Linked DNA regions of Danio rerio: region 2 is linked to region 1. A link is a contact called in public HiChIP or PLAC-seq data. All regions are on one chromosome and are shown on one strand. Each heading gives the region's core, a stretch centred on a gene start, on an enhancer-like site or on the middle of the called end of the contact. The rest is flanking DNA. Distances are from core to core; before and after follow the strand shown. Region 1 holds the start of ino80db (INO80 complex subunit Db). Region 2 holds the start of kcnj3b (potassium inwardly rectifying channel subfamily J member 3b).

Region 1 (3,516 bases), core at 545-3,044:
CCATTTTATTAAACTCAATTGCAGGAAACTCCAGCTTGATCCTCCAGCTTGATCCTGAAGTTCGGCTAAACTGTCCCTACTAAAAAAAAAACAGCTTAAACCAGCCTAGGCTGGTAGGCTAGTTTAAGTTGGTCGACCAGGCTGGTTTTAGAGGGGTTTTGGCCATTTCCAGCCTGGTCTTAGCTGGTCAGGCTGAGAGATGACCAGCTAAAACCAGCTTGACCAGCCTTGCCATGCTGAGAGCCCAGCCAAAACCAGCTATGTCTATGTCTATATGGCCAGCCTGGTTTAAGCTGGATTTAGCTGGCCATTTTCCAGCCTGACCAGCTAAGACCAGGCTCGTTGGCCAAAACCCCTCAAAAACTAGGCTAGTCAACCAGCTAAAACCAGCCAACCAGTCTAGGCTGGTTTAAGCTGGATTTTTCAGCAGGGATATACTTTACACAGACACATAATGATAGCTAGTTGACATTTAGAGAGCAAGTAAATCAAAGCTCTCAGATCTTGAATAGCACTTACTAATGTATACAAAACCATAAAGGTTATGTCTCTATAATCAAAGTCGACCAGCTATAAAACCATGAACATAAAAATTACACACTTGCTTATCCACGTCAAGTGACATTCAATTTAAAAAGAGCTTTCATTTTAATCACCTCCGACATTTAACAAATCTGAACTCTGCGTTTCAAAGCACCCCTAAAAGCATGCAGTGTGTAGGTTACTCGGCATAAACAGCTCAAATCATTAAATATTAAAGTGACAGGAAGACGGGAAAGTAACCCCTGTTTTAAGCAATCAATGACACTTTAAAAACAGCTGGTGTAAGCAGAGCTTTTAGCAGGTGAAGCACTAAATCATAAAACGATGGCTCATAAAAGAGTTTGGGCAGAGTACAATACGTTTGACATGCAAAGCAACTTTGAAAACGCAAGGGGACGGTGGACAACCCGCCTCCTACTCTATCATGTACTTGGGCAGCACTATCAGTTACTTTTGAGGCAAGGATTGAGCAAGTTGGGTGTAGCGCCGAAGTAACACTTTTGATTCTTTTAACGGAAAGATACGGTCAAAAAATGTAAAGCGGAAGAATGCTATTCTTTGTTGCGACGTAGAAACATTTCGGCCGTATTTTGAAACTTTGTAACGTTTGTCGGAGTACTTATTTAAGTGGCTAAGCCGCTCGGGACCGATAATAAGCAATAATACCCGTACGCCTCGTCGACTACCGGAGACGTTTGAAAGTTTCGAGGGTCTTTAATTCGGAGTACTTTCGCGCATTTGCGTTGTAATAATATTACAAGAAAAACCGGTTTCCGATACACATTTTGTCAACAAATGTTCCTTTATTTGTGCGTAATTCGTAGTTACCGTTGGCCTCTGAAACCTTCCGAATCCCCCCGAGTCGAGTAACGAGGCACCCGCCTTCCAGTGCGCGATAAGCGGGCTTCCGCCTTCACTTGAGTCCGATGCTTCCCGGCAGCCGCTCAGCCTTCGGTCGCTGCGGCCTGTGCTAAACAAGCTACGCTGATCTTTTCATACGGTCGACGGCTACTGCTCTCAACGGGGCTATTCAGCCTCTACCTATCCACTCTCCGCTAGCGGAATTACTTTTTAACGCATGCATTTAATTTTATACGAATCCTACAGGCACATCTTTGTCGATTATTGAACTAAAACTAGCCGTACACAAGGAGAAGGGGGTGTTGGTTTAGTCATCGGATGCGAGGCTTCTTACAGCACAACTACAGGCACTGGGGGGACATGACAACAGCCGACAGTGCAACAACAACCTCTGCAACCATTTTGGAATTCAACTTTGTATGTTCATTGTCGGCTTTAAGAAAGATGACAGACCTCGCAAACACACAATACAGATTGAACATTTGACTGTCTGTCTGTCTAAAGTGTTCAGGCCGGCGAGAAGTTTTATTTAAGCCGCACACATTGATTTTAAGTTTGAGGGATCTCCCCCAAAGTCTTTTCCGACAGCCTCCTCTTACGCGTCTCATCCATGCCTGGAATGACATCACCAACTTCAAATTCACTGCAATCTCACGTGCCAAGATAACATTAGTTTGTGTCAAAATTTATATCGCTGCTATTTCAACAAACTGTTAGCAAGACGACAAAGCTCCAGATAAAACCTCTAAGGCAGGTGAGAGTGGGTGCAAAGAGATTTCGAAGTGTGTCTAAAGGTTGCCCCCTATCAATCCACTTCAGTGATGTCAGCATGATCTTAATACAGTTGCAGAAGAATTGTATGCAAAAGTGTTTGACATTATTAATAATCAAATGTTTACATGCCCTAGAGTTAAAAACAAAATCATGATAAATCCATTCATTTGCCATTTAGGAAAATATAATGAATTAAAAATAATCTAACAACTACAGTTTGTTCTCTGCATTACACTGCACTTGTACCTATAAAGGGATAGTTCACCCAAAAACTCATTTACTCACTCTTTAATTGTTCCAAATCTGCTAAATTCACCTGTTGAACACAAAATAAGATGTGTTGATGAAGGCTGTAGCCATTAACTTAGAATAGCCAAGAAATGGAAGTAAATGGTTACAGTTTTTTAGCTGTTATACATATCTTCTTTTGTGTTCAACAGAATAAAGAAACTAATAAAGCTTTGCAACCACTTCAGGATGAGTACATTTAATAGAACGCATTTTCTCCTCACATTTCCATTCTAGCCTCCAAATAAACAGATTTTCCACTGCGCATGTACTATGAATACCCAGCGATGTAAATGGCGACAATAGTATATTGATATAATACATTTTATTTTTATTCATCATAATAAGAGCTTTCCAAAACAAAGCAGACCTCATTCAGATTCATCGTGGGAATGAAAACTTTACAACACCGTTCAAAGCCTATTTAAATATGAGCACGTTTTAATTAGGCTCTTGTGCAGCCCGTGCAAGAACACAGAGAGCTGAGTAAGCAGAAACAGAGGTTTGTGTTCGTTCATGTACGTGACGAAGACTACTTTTGTGCGTAGTACTACGGACAGATCGGTATGCCTGAAAGGTTTTTAACAAATTGAGGGCTCATCAACCGCTGCTGCTCCCTCCGTCACAGCTTTCACACACTTGGCCATTGTCGGAGAAGCTCTGCTGATGGGGTCTGTGGTGGAAGACAAACAAAGACAAAATAAATAAGTTGAAAGACATACATTTTGCTTACAGGATTACATCTTGCATTTAAGAATAATAATAATTAAATGAATATATTTGTTTCTCTACCTGTCATGTAGAAATCCTTTACTGTGAGCTGAGGAGGGACAAGAGGAGCTGCAAGCAATGACTGATTCACAGCCTGACGAGAAAGAAAGACATTACTGATCTGTTCAAATAGTTCAGATTTCAAACTAATTTTGTACTTGGAGTAGGGAAAAAACACTTACATTTGAAAGCTCATGGGCCTGTTTGAAATAATTGGCTTCCTCTACATCATCGTATCTCACCAGGTTAGGAGAAACCTCAGCCAGCCTTCTCCTTACC
Region 2 (3,516 bases), core at 257-2,756, 75 kb before region 1:
TACATAATCCCAAATGCTTAATCTATAGGCATATTGTTCTTCTGTATTTTCCGGTGATTTTTAATTTGATTATGTCATGCTCCGTAGGATTGTAGTTATGTCCACGATTAATGCTGGTGAGTACACAGAGAATTTAAAATTGCTTCACTAATTTATTTTGCATGAACAACAGTTTGTGAGTCAAGTGATCCAAACTCATAGTATTAAAAATACAGCAGGCAAGAAGTAACCACTACCCGGATGACCTTCTACCTCTGCTGAGATTCTGAAGTGCATGTTCGATGAACATTATTATCCCATGAGGCCTTGGTGGGGAATTTCTGAATGAGAGTGATGCGGTGCAACTGACACTAATAGGTCATGTGATAATGTCATCATGACAGATATAGGAGGTTTCATTCATACTTTTCATACTACACAAACCATAATTTTCTATTGGTCATTGAGTAAGTTAGAATTCCAAAATGGTAAAAGTTTTGTCAGATTTCCAAATACTTCTGCTTTGAATAAAAGTTTGTGAGCTTGTGACTCACCTCATATTTGGTTGATTTGATTTGTGTCATATACGGCTTTAAGAAAGACCTCCCTATAAAAAAATACCAATAGGAAATGGATTTTGTAAATACTAATGCATCCAGATGTTTCCCAGTACTGGCTTGCAGCTTGAAGGACATCCGCTGTGCAAAACATGCTGGATAAGTTGGCGGTTCATTCTGCTGTGGCAACCCCGATGAATAAAGGGACTCAGCTGAAAAGAAAATGAATGAATGAATGATTCTTGTCATATTCGACTTTTAAACTTCCCAATAATAAAAAAAATCCCTATAGGGAATGGATTTTATAAATACTAATGCATCCAGCTGTTTCTGAGTACCTGGTTGCAGCTGGAAGGGCATCCACTATGTTAAACATATGCTGAATAAGTTGGCAGTTCATTCCGCTGTGGTGATTCCTGATGAATAAAGGGACTAAGCTGAAGGAAAATGAATGAATAATGCATTCAGCACTGCTGGAAGAGGTCAGGTTTAAACGCACTACATTTCAAATCTCATGTAAATGCGGGTATTCTTGGTAGAGTTAATGGTAATTATATATTTTTTGTTTTGTGATATGTAAATTTGTCGATGTACAAAAGTGCTCAAGCAGCTGCTGTTGCTATGGTTACCTCTTTAAGCAAATACAGAAAGCGAGTATTTAACGACTAACTTTTGCGAATAATAAAAGATCTGAAAACTCAATTAACATTCCCTAAAATTGCATTAAAATTTTTGCAAATTCACTTGGGTAAGAGAGAGAAGAGTGGCAAAGACTTAACTGACCCCTCAAACCCTCGTAATGTGCATATAGTGCTGTGATTTTGCAGAGATTACTGTACGTTATATGTGCAGCACCGTTTAGAGAAGCATAATAACAGCGCAGCAAAAAAAACAAGAGATGCACCCAACACAGGAACACGTGTTCATCCCTCCCCCAGCTTCATCTCCACCACCCTCTTAGAGAAGTTTCTCTTATTTGTCGGGGCTGGAGATGGAGTTGGAGAGCTGGAGGCGCGCAGTGCGCAGGAACCGAGAACAGTGAGAAGACGAAGAGAATCAGATAACAGCCTATGCCAGCTGTGAGGAACAGCAGAGGCGGCGAGTTAAAACTTGGACCGGATCCTTAGGGCGTCTACCAACTACCGTCTTATTAAATTGGTGCGATACACCTGGGGAAACAGGAGGAGTGGATGAAGGTGGAGGAGGAGGAGGGTGCCAACGCACAAGTGCTAGACTGCGCCAAGCCAATCTGAGATTACAAATTACTCGCATCCATATTTCTCCACATAGGGCTGAGAGAGTCTGTTTTAGTTATGCGGATCTGGAGAAGACGAGGAGATCTGCGTCGCTCCATCCCAAGACAAACGCGCTGTTATTGACAAACTCCTGCAGGGTAAGCCTTATAAATAACTTTTTGTCTGCCCAGAAATGCGGGAGACTGGTGCGGCTGAAGTGTGAGGAAAACCGAAAACATTTCTGTCAGGAACTAAGCGTACATTCGGGACAACTTTAAGCGAGAAGGATGTCCGCGTTGAGGAAAAAATTTGGGGATGATTATCAGGTGGTGACCACCTCGTCCAGCGGCGGCGGGTTCAACCAAGCGGCCCCCGAGAAGAAAAGGAAACGTCAGCGCTTTGTGGACAAGAACGGCCGCTGTAACGTCCAGCACGGGAACCTGGGAGGAGAGACGAGCCGGTACCTGTCCGACCTGTTCACCACGCTCGTGGACCTCAAATGGCGCTGGAACCTTTTCATCTTCATCCTCACATACACGGTGGCGTGGCTCTTCATGGCTTCTATGTGGTGGGTCATTGCTTTTATACGCGGAGACATGAACCAGGCCCACGACGACAAGTACACGCCGTGCGTGGCCAATGTGTACAACTTTCCCTCCGCTTTTCTGTTCTTCATCGAGACCGAGGCCACTATCGGATACGGTTACCGCTACATTACAGACAAGTGTCCGGAAGGCATCATTCTCTTCCTCTTCCAGTCCATCCTAGGCTCTATAGTGGACGCTTTTCTAATCGGCTGCATGTTCATCAAGATGTCCCAGCCGAAGAAACGCGCGGAGACGCTCATGTTCAGCGAGCACGCGGCGATTTCCATGCGTGACGGCAAACTGACCCTGATGTTCCGCGTGGGGAACCTGCGCAACAGCCATATGGTCTCCGCGCAAATACGCTGCAAACTGCTCAAAGTGAGTATCCAACCAGTTAAATAAAAGTCACACAGAACATATTATTTATTAGAATGTTAAATATCACAGTTTAATTGATGTTTAATCATAACATGTGATTATGATGCATTTAATTGATTATTTAAAAGGTTCAATCTAAGGTTCATCGTTTAGCCTCAACATAGGCTTTACCTCAAGCCCTGATAAATGAGAAGGACCTGTAATTTGATTTGCCCACCTACCGTGGACAAAGTATCGATCCACTCCATGTGACTTTCCTTTTTCAAACACTGTAAATACATTGGACCTGAGAGTCACTACCACAGACATTGAGGAGGACAAGCACACCCCCACCAGTGATTAGAAATGGGCAAATGTTCCCATATTTCCACCTGTACTGTTCTCCTTTAGCTTTTTTTTGGTCAGGATTACATAGGCTAGTCAACCTCAGCAGTCTAAAAAATATTTTTGATGATAAAACAATTAATATTTGGTAATAATCTAATTAGGCAGAGTTTACAAAATAAAGGTTCCAAAAGAGGAGTTTTAGAGTGATGTCATAAAAGATATATTATTGGTTAAGATATTTTAATAACACTTCTATAAAAGTTATTCAAATAACAGTTCTAAAAAGATCATTTTAAGTATTCTAAACAAAAGAATAAATAATAGTTTTGTGCAAATGAAATATATGGATGGTTAAAGGTTCCTCATAGTACCACCAATTGCAATAAATAATCATCTTTTTAAGTGCACATAAGCAGAGTGTATGGCTTCCAGTGCAAAGAATTAGTTTTAATA

What was found. HiChIP or PLAC-seq counts read pairs in DNA pulled down with a chosen protein or histone mark.
Region 2: a contact with region 1 is called in an H3K4me3 HiChIP or PLAC-seq map of gastrula embryo, with 3 times the contacts expected there. The contact joins the promoter of kcnj3b here to the promoter of ino80db in region 1. A contact is called at or near these places in 2 of 4 datasets of contacts at active chromatin or transcription factors (embryo and gastrula embryo).

The regions. Positions count from the first base shown.
Region 1 is chr6:14,200,473-14,203,988 of GRCz12tu, reverse strand. It overlaps ino80db (INO80 complex subunit Db), which reads right to left and starts at 1,794. Exons shown (of 10, transcript NM_001080588.1): 1 at 1,372-1,794. ndufs1 (NADH:ubiquinone oxidoreductase core subunit S1) reads right to left here. Exons shown (of 19, transcript NM_001007765.1): 17 at 3,420-3,516; 18 at 3,259-3,331; 19 at 2,777-3,139. The coding sequence ends at 3,048. It also overlaps a transcript of asic4b not described here.
Region 2 is chr6:14,275,673-14,279,188 of GRCz12tu, reverse strand. It overlaps kcnj3b (potassium inwardly rectifying channel subfamily J member 3b), which reads left to right and starts at 1,506. Exons shown (of 3, transcript XM_005165856.6): 1 at 1,506-2,736. The coding sequence starts at 2,059. It also overlaps a transcript of asic4b not described here.